2 separate regions of the Sus scrofa genome follow, and region 1 is linked to region 2. Evidence: chromatin contacts called from public promoter capture Hi-C data. All regions are on one chromosome and are shown on one strand. Each heading gives the region's core, a stretch centred on a gene start, on an enhancer-like site or on the middle of the called end of the contact. The rest is flanking DNA. Distances are from core to core; before and after follow the strand shown.

Evidence for each region. Promoter capture Hi-C pulls out the DNA fragments that hold promoters and counts their contacts.
Region 1: a contact with region 2 is called in a promoter capture Hi-C map of fetal skeletal muscle, with 3 times the contacts expected there. The contact joins the promoter of LOC100523624 here to the enhancer-like site in region 2. A contact is called at or near these places in 2 of 5 promoter capture datasets (fetal skeletal muscle and liver), 3 of 47 Hi-C or Micro-C datasets (embryonic fibroblasts, heart right ventricle and skeletal muscle) and 2 of 2 datasets of contacts at active chromatin or transcription factors (alveolar macrophages and skeletal muscle).

The regions. Positions count from the first base shown.
Region 1 is chr8:82,863,108-82,866,172 of Sscrofa11.1, forward strand. LOC100523624 reads right to left here and starts at 1,722. Exons shown (of 13, transcript XR_002346751.1): 1 at 1,700-1,722. LOC102165892 (a long non-coding RNA gene) reads left to right here and starts at 1,860. Exons shown (of 8, transcript XR_002346753.1): 1 at 1,860-2,454.
Region 2 is chr8:82,800,418-82,803,356 of Sscrofa11.1, forward strand. It overlaps LOC100523624, which reads right to left. Exons shown (of 13, transcript XR_002346751.1): 12 at 1,870-2,036. Among named protein-coding and RNA genes, the nearest start is that of SMAD1, 190 kb to the right of the region's middle. Within about 2 kb of position 1,399, at least 71 of the 83 cell types and tissues checked have an H3K27ac peak or open chromatin away from gene starts, as enhancers often do. A contact at or near this core is called in alveolar macrophages, embryonic fibroblasts, fetal skeletal muscle and 2 more, where this site is marked.

The sequences.
Region 1 (3,065 bases), core at 472-2,971, 63 kb after region 2:
GCACTTCTCAGACCTCTCCTAGGGTTTACTCAGTATCTTACCATCTTCCAAACCTGCTGCTTACTTTCCCAATTGAAATTTTACTCGCCTGCTACATCCTTCCTCACCATGACCCCTCTCCTATTCAACCCAGGTTCAACCCACTGTTTTCTTAAATCCCTTCCTGACTATCATGGTTTCTAGGTTTTCCTCTTTTTAATCCAAATTATTTTTGAGTACTCAGGTGATAATCTGCAGAGGTCATAATCTGGTTGTTCCTGGCCCACAGAGGGTGTGCGAGTGCAAAACTAAATTGGTTGCCAGTAACATTAAAAATCAAGAAAAGGGAGTTCCCGTCATGGCGCAGTGGTTGACGAATCCAACTAGGAACCATGAGGGTTGCGGGTTCTATCCCTGCCCTTGCTCAGTGGGTTAGGGATCCGGCGTTGCCTTGAGCTGTGGTGTAGGTCGCAGACGCAGCTCGGGTCCCGCGTTGCTGTGGCTCTGGTGTAGGCTGGCGGCTACAGCTCCGATTAGACCCCTAGCCTGGGAACTTCCATATGCTACAGGAGTGGCCCTAGAAAAGGCAAGAAGACAAAAAAAAAAAAAAAAAAAAAAAAAAGTCAAGTCACAAAAAACACAGATTTGGGGGCTGTGCTGGACAAAATGTGATCTGTGTATGAGAGCGCCACATTCCTACACCACAACAATCAGCTGAGGGGCAAAGTCTCAACCACTTACCAGCACCTTCCACACCAAATGTAGGCTTTTAGGCGTCTTAAAATACCTCAAACTCTAACTTACATTTCTTAGTTACATGTAACTTTTCAAGTTTTTTTTGTCCTTCCTCACAGACTACAGTGTTTAAAACAACTGAACCGTCCTGACCTTTTTTCTTATTACCTTGAATACAAAACGTTACTACATGAAAGAATATTCTGGACACTGTACACTTCAAAACAATTGGGAATCTGCACAGGTTTTCAAGAAACCTTTGACTTTCTACAAACTTGGAAAAGCTATAGTAGTGTTTATTTTCCAAAGAATATGTATTAGGACACAACTCTCAAGGTAATAAGAAATTTTACATGCTATTTTGGCTGAGGTTGTCTTTCATGTTTTAATGAGAAAGGCAAATTATTTGAATCCAGTACGTTTGCTAGAAGAGACCAAGCCCACGCCTGGCACAGTATTTGACAGAACATAGATGCTGTTTGTGACTTGGAGTTTGAACTCTACTTTTATATCCCGGATTTGATTCCATTAAAAAAAAAAAAAAAAAAGAGTTTTAATTTCACTCTTTGGTAGTGGCTACACATGACTATCGCTGCCTTTTTCCGACCCAGCCTCTGGTTCACCATTCGCCAAGCTTGGCAGCGGCAAAGTACCAGCCACCTTACCAAAACTGCCTTAATGTGACACAAGGGAAAACACACAAACCTGCCCCAAGTGATAAAATACTCTCAAACGCTGTTTAGAGAATTTCCTTTTTAAGGAGAAAACAAAACCAACCTTCCCTTTGAACCCAGTTTGCCGACGGCCTGCTCGTCCACATCCTGCCCAAACCCCCATCATCCACCTCAATAGTCTCCTCCTCCTTCCCCCGCCCCAAATCCTGCAGGGGGCGCCCCGGACGCCGAGATGGCCCCCCGGCCGGCGGCCCGTGGCGGGAACCCGGCCTTGACTCGTGACGCCGCACTAAGACTTCCCTGTAACTCACCCTCTCGAGGCCGCGGAAGTGCGGCCCCGCCCCGCCCCTTCCGCCGGACCTGTTCGCCCCGCCCCCGCCCTCGCCGGTGCGCAGGCGCCGAGCTCACTGCTGGCGCGTGGACCCCGGGGAGCGGCTGGGGGCGGAGCGCCGAGGTACGGGGCGTGGCGTCTGTCCCGGTGGACGTGGCCGAGGGCTTTGGGCGTGTGGCGCGGGCTCTTGAACATGAAGACTTCCGGGGCTGCGGTGGTGGGGAAGTCGACCGGCTGCCTCGTAGCGGAAAAGTGAGCGAGGCAGAACAGTTTACGGTCTTCACGGGTAGCTTTTTCGAGGGTAGGGTCCGTTCTCATGCTTGGCGAAGCCCGGGAGGTGGAGCCTGATCGCAGCCAGGCCCTTGCAGCCTGCGGCGGTCCGTGAACGCCGGCCTCTCCCTCATCTTCCAGTAAGCTTAGGTCTGAGGTGGAGGGCGAGGCATGGTATGTTTGACAAGCTGGAGAAATAAGGGGACTCAGACTTCGCAAAGCAGTTACCAACCTGTTGGAGTAAATGCTCAACGTTCAGCTTAAATGTAACTCAAGTTTTTAAAGCTTGGCGTAGTCTTTCACGGTTGAAAGACTAGCAGTTTTTTCTCTTGAAAGTTACCCATTCGTATTGATTAATATTTCCTAACCTGTACCCGGAGCCAGGACCCATGCTCACAGCCATCGCAAAGTCGCAAAGGGGGAAGAAGGTGAAAACCAACATGCTTAAGATTTGCGACCAGAATGGTAACTCATTTTTTTGGAAACCCTGTTAGATCCTGTAATAATTATTATCACCTGAATTTAATTGAGTTCTAGGACTTTTAGGAAAAACCGATGTCTCCCAAATCTTTGCTGTAATGTAATAAAGACAGCATCACTAGGCAATAGCAAGGATCAAATTACGGAGAATAAAAATATATGCTAGTATAATATTATGCTAATATTATAATTACTATCTGGAGCCAAGACCTCAGTCTTCATATGTGATTTGCGTAATTGCATACATTTGGGAGGGGTTAGACCTTATTTGATACGAGTTGACACTTATTGAATATAGAGCAATAAAAAGTGAATTAGTCTTCCTTAACATCTTTATTGTTTGGACTAAAAGACCACTACTTTTATCTCAGAGTAGTTGTAGACCCAAGAAAAATCACTTGTAGAAAATAAAAAGAGGGTCTAGTGGAATGAATGCATGGAGCAGTCAGACCTGGTTTCGAATAACAGCTCCTGAACACAGTAAATGCAATAAAGATAGAATTTGGGAGATGTTACTTCCTTTTTTTAACCTGGGGCTACTCATCTGTACAATGTTTCTGTGGGGTTTTTTGGTGTCAAATTTTAGGAAAGTTCAA
Region 2 (2,939 bases), core at 149-2,648:
ATTGCTACAATTGAACTGAATTTGATGGGTCTTTTTTCTCTGCGTGATAAAGCACTTGATATCTAGCCAAGTCTTCTCCTCAAATTAGGTGCCGTTCTGAGTTAGTCCTTTACTCATTAGCCACGTGACCTTCCCTAAACTACACTTTCTGAATCTCTTCAATAAACGACAGACTTACTGTTGATGAATTCTAAGGAACTTTCCAGTTTTAACATTATGATATATGAACCTATCTGTTCCCTTTTTTTCTTAGACCGAAAACCCCAACCCACATGTAAGGGATTCTTTTTCCACAGCGAATATTTGTTTTTTGTCTTGGGTCGGGGGTAGGAATGGGAGACAGCAAGGGAGAAGATGTAGACCCATCCACATAAATGTTGCTGATCAAAATAATTCTGTGGCCAGGTTATTTTGTAAAGTCCTCTGTACAGCTGCTCACATGGAGTTTTAGAATTAAGAGTATTCTAACAAGCTCTGCTTTGCATACAGGAAAAAAAAAAAACACACGCAAATACTGAAAGAATGAATAACACAGAGGACTGTATGTTCTCGGAGTAGTAAAGCATATAATTACAGCATGAGGCCAGGATCATTCGGTACTGACATATTCAGCAGAGGCCTTTACCTCCCTCTGCCCGAGATCCATGAGGCTGGCCAGGGCAAAAATCCTGGAGGTTCCTGAGTGGTTCCAAGGCAGCACTTTCAATGCATGGTTTGGCGAGTTTAATGGAAACCATACGTGGGGATCCTGGGAATCAGACCAGATGGCTTCCAGGGAATGTATTTAGTCTAACCTGGGCTAAAGAAGAGAAATAACCTCTAGGAGGTTTGGGAGGGCGGGGGAGGTACGAGTGGTGGTGCGACTTTTAATTACTTTTTCTATTTAATACAAATCATATCGAGAAGGACAGTTTGCCAAATGGGAGTAAATGGCACTGGGGGCAGAGAGCAGGGCGAGGGATGCGGAGGAAGACAGCTACTTCCGCAACCACTCGTGGTCCTGCCTCCCTGGGTGGGACAGCAGCTGCTGGGGGCCCCTTGCGTCCCGGACCACGGCGGGGCCTTCCCGCGCCCGAGAGGGTCTCTGCGCCCTCCCTCCAGCGCCCTCGGCACGGGTGGCGGGTGGCCCTTGGTGGGAATTGTTGGGGGTTGGGGGGAGAGGCAGTCTTGGCGGGGGTGGGGGAGAATGCAGTGGGAGGAGGGTCGTAGACCCGGAAGAGGAGCAGGCGACGGACCACGACTGCAGGGGGAGGAGGATCGTGGGGAGAGAAGACCTGGGGAGAGGGAGAAGGCGAGGAGAGGGGAGGAGCAGGGAGAGGAAGACATCGGCGGGGAGGGGCGGGGCCGTGGGCGGGGCTTATGGCGCGGGGGCCCTCCTGAGAGAGGCCGGGCGAGAAAGGCCGCGACTCGCCCCGCCCCCAGGGGCCCGCCCCCGCCGCGACGCAGGTCACCCCCACCAGCCCCTCGGCCCGAGCCAATTTGCTTCCCGGCGGCGCCTTGCGCCGAGGAAAACCTGGCAGTGCTAGGCTGCGGCTCTGCCGGCGACTGCTCTGAATACAAAAGAGCCTTTCTCACGCCCCTGCGCCCTTCCCTGCCCGGGACTCCCAGATGGAAGGGCTCGTTGGACGCCAGAGCCGACAGCTGTCGGAGCCACAGACACCATTTCTGTCGTTCTTACAGAGAGGTGTGGTTCCAAGTAGTTATTTTTAAAGGAAAATTTAATAATAATTCTAACAACTTTGTCCTCTCATCCAGTTTAAAAGAAAAAAAAAAAAGAGAGAGAGAGAGAGATGAAGTCGTTTGAAGTCCAAGGAAGTGCTCAAGAAAGGCAACCTTCTCAGGTCTGGGCATTCCCAGGCCCTCTCCTACCTCAAAGGCGGTAATTAAGCAGGCTCTGGGCCTCCAGCTCTGTGGCTTCGTTTTCCGACTCAGCCAAATGTCGAGAACGGCCCTCCCAGACTATAAACGGAGTATTGATCCGCTTGTGAGTCTTCAGATGAGCTAGCCTTGCTTGTAGAATCACACGGTTCCTGAAACTGGAGAAAAATGGCCTGGTTGTCAGCGATCGCCCATCCACTAAGGTTACTTTTTGCACAGAATTGGGAATTAAATTGCCAGGACATCGATAACAAACAAGAACTGGGATTGTTCCTGCCTTTTCCTCCATCTCCCTTAACTTCCTATTTCATATATTCTGTCGCTGTCAGGAAGGCCAGATCAATAAGCAGAAGAGGGGGAAAAAAAAAGGGCAAGCACTCTAGGAATCAATAATAACCAAAGGATTCAGTGCTTCTCTACTGGCCTTTAATCAGCCTTTAACAGTGAGATTCTTTCCCCGTCTTCCCTACCATCCCTTTAGTCCAGACAGTCTTGGATGTGGATTTCTCTGCTTTCCAGTTAATGTTACAGTTATGAACTTCTGGAAGATAGGATCCAGAAATATAAATATTTAGAAGACAGCTGGACACCAAGCAAATCCTTTTTAAAGTGAGAATATTGTCAATGATGGATGAAATTTTCATTCAATCCGTACTTACTGCTGATGCAGGAATCTGTACATTTTACTTCTCAATGCTTGTTCCCCTCCCCCCCAAATATAGTGCCTCTTAAAAACATTAAGATTTTGCCTTGTCCTATGAATTGAAAGTTATGATTTATTTTCCAGTCAGAATTCTAGGCCCAGAGTTTCCCAAGCAAGTACCCCATATTAATTGTGTGGGGTGTGCCTGTGTTGGGGGGGGGGTATTGTACTTTGAGCCTGTTGTTGCACCATAAAAACATGAGCAGGATGTAATGTCATTAATTTGTCGGGAATTGTTGACTTAAAAGAGGCTACTGTGAGTATAGAAAATTCACATTGGGGAGGGAGTCGGGGAAGCACCTCAAAGAGACAGGCAACTGTTCCCCGGAACAGCTGCGGACATTGGCAATGGAATTGC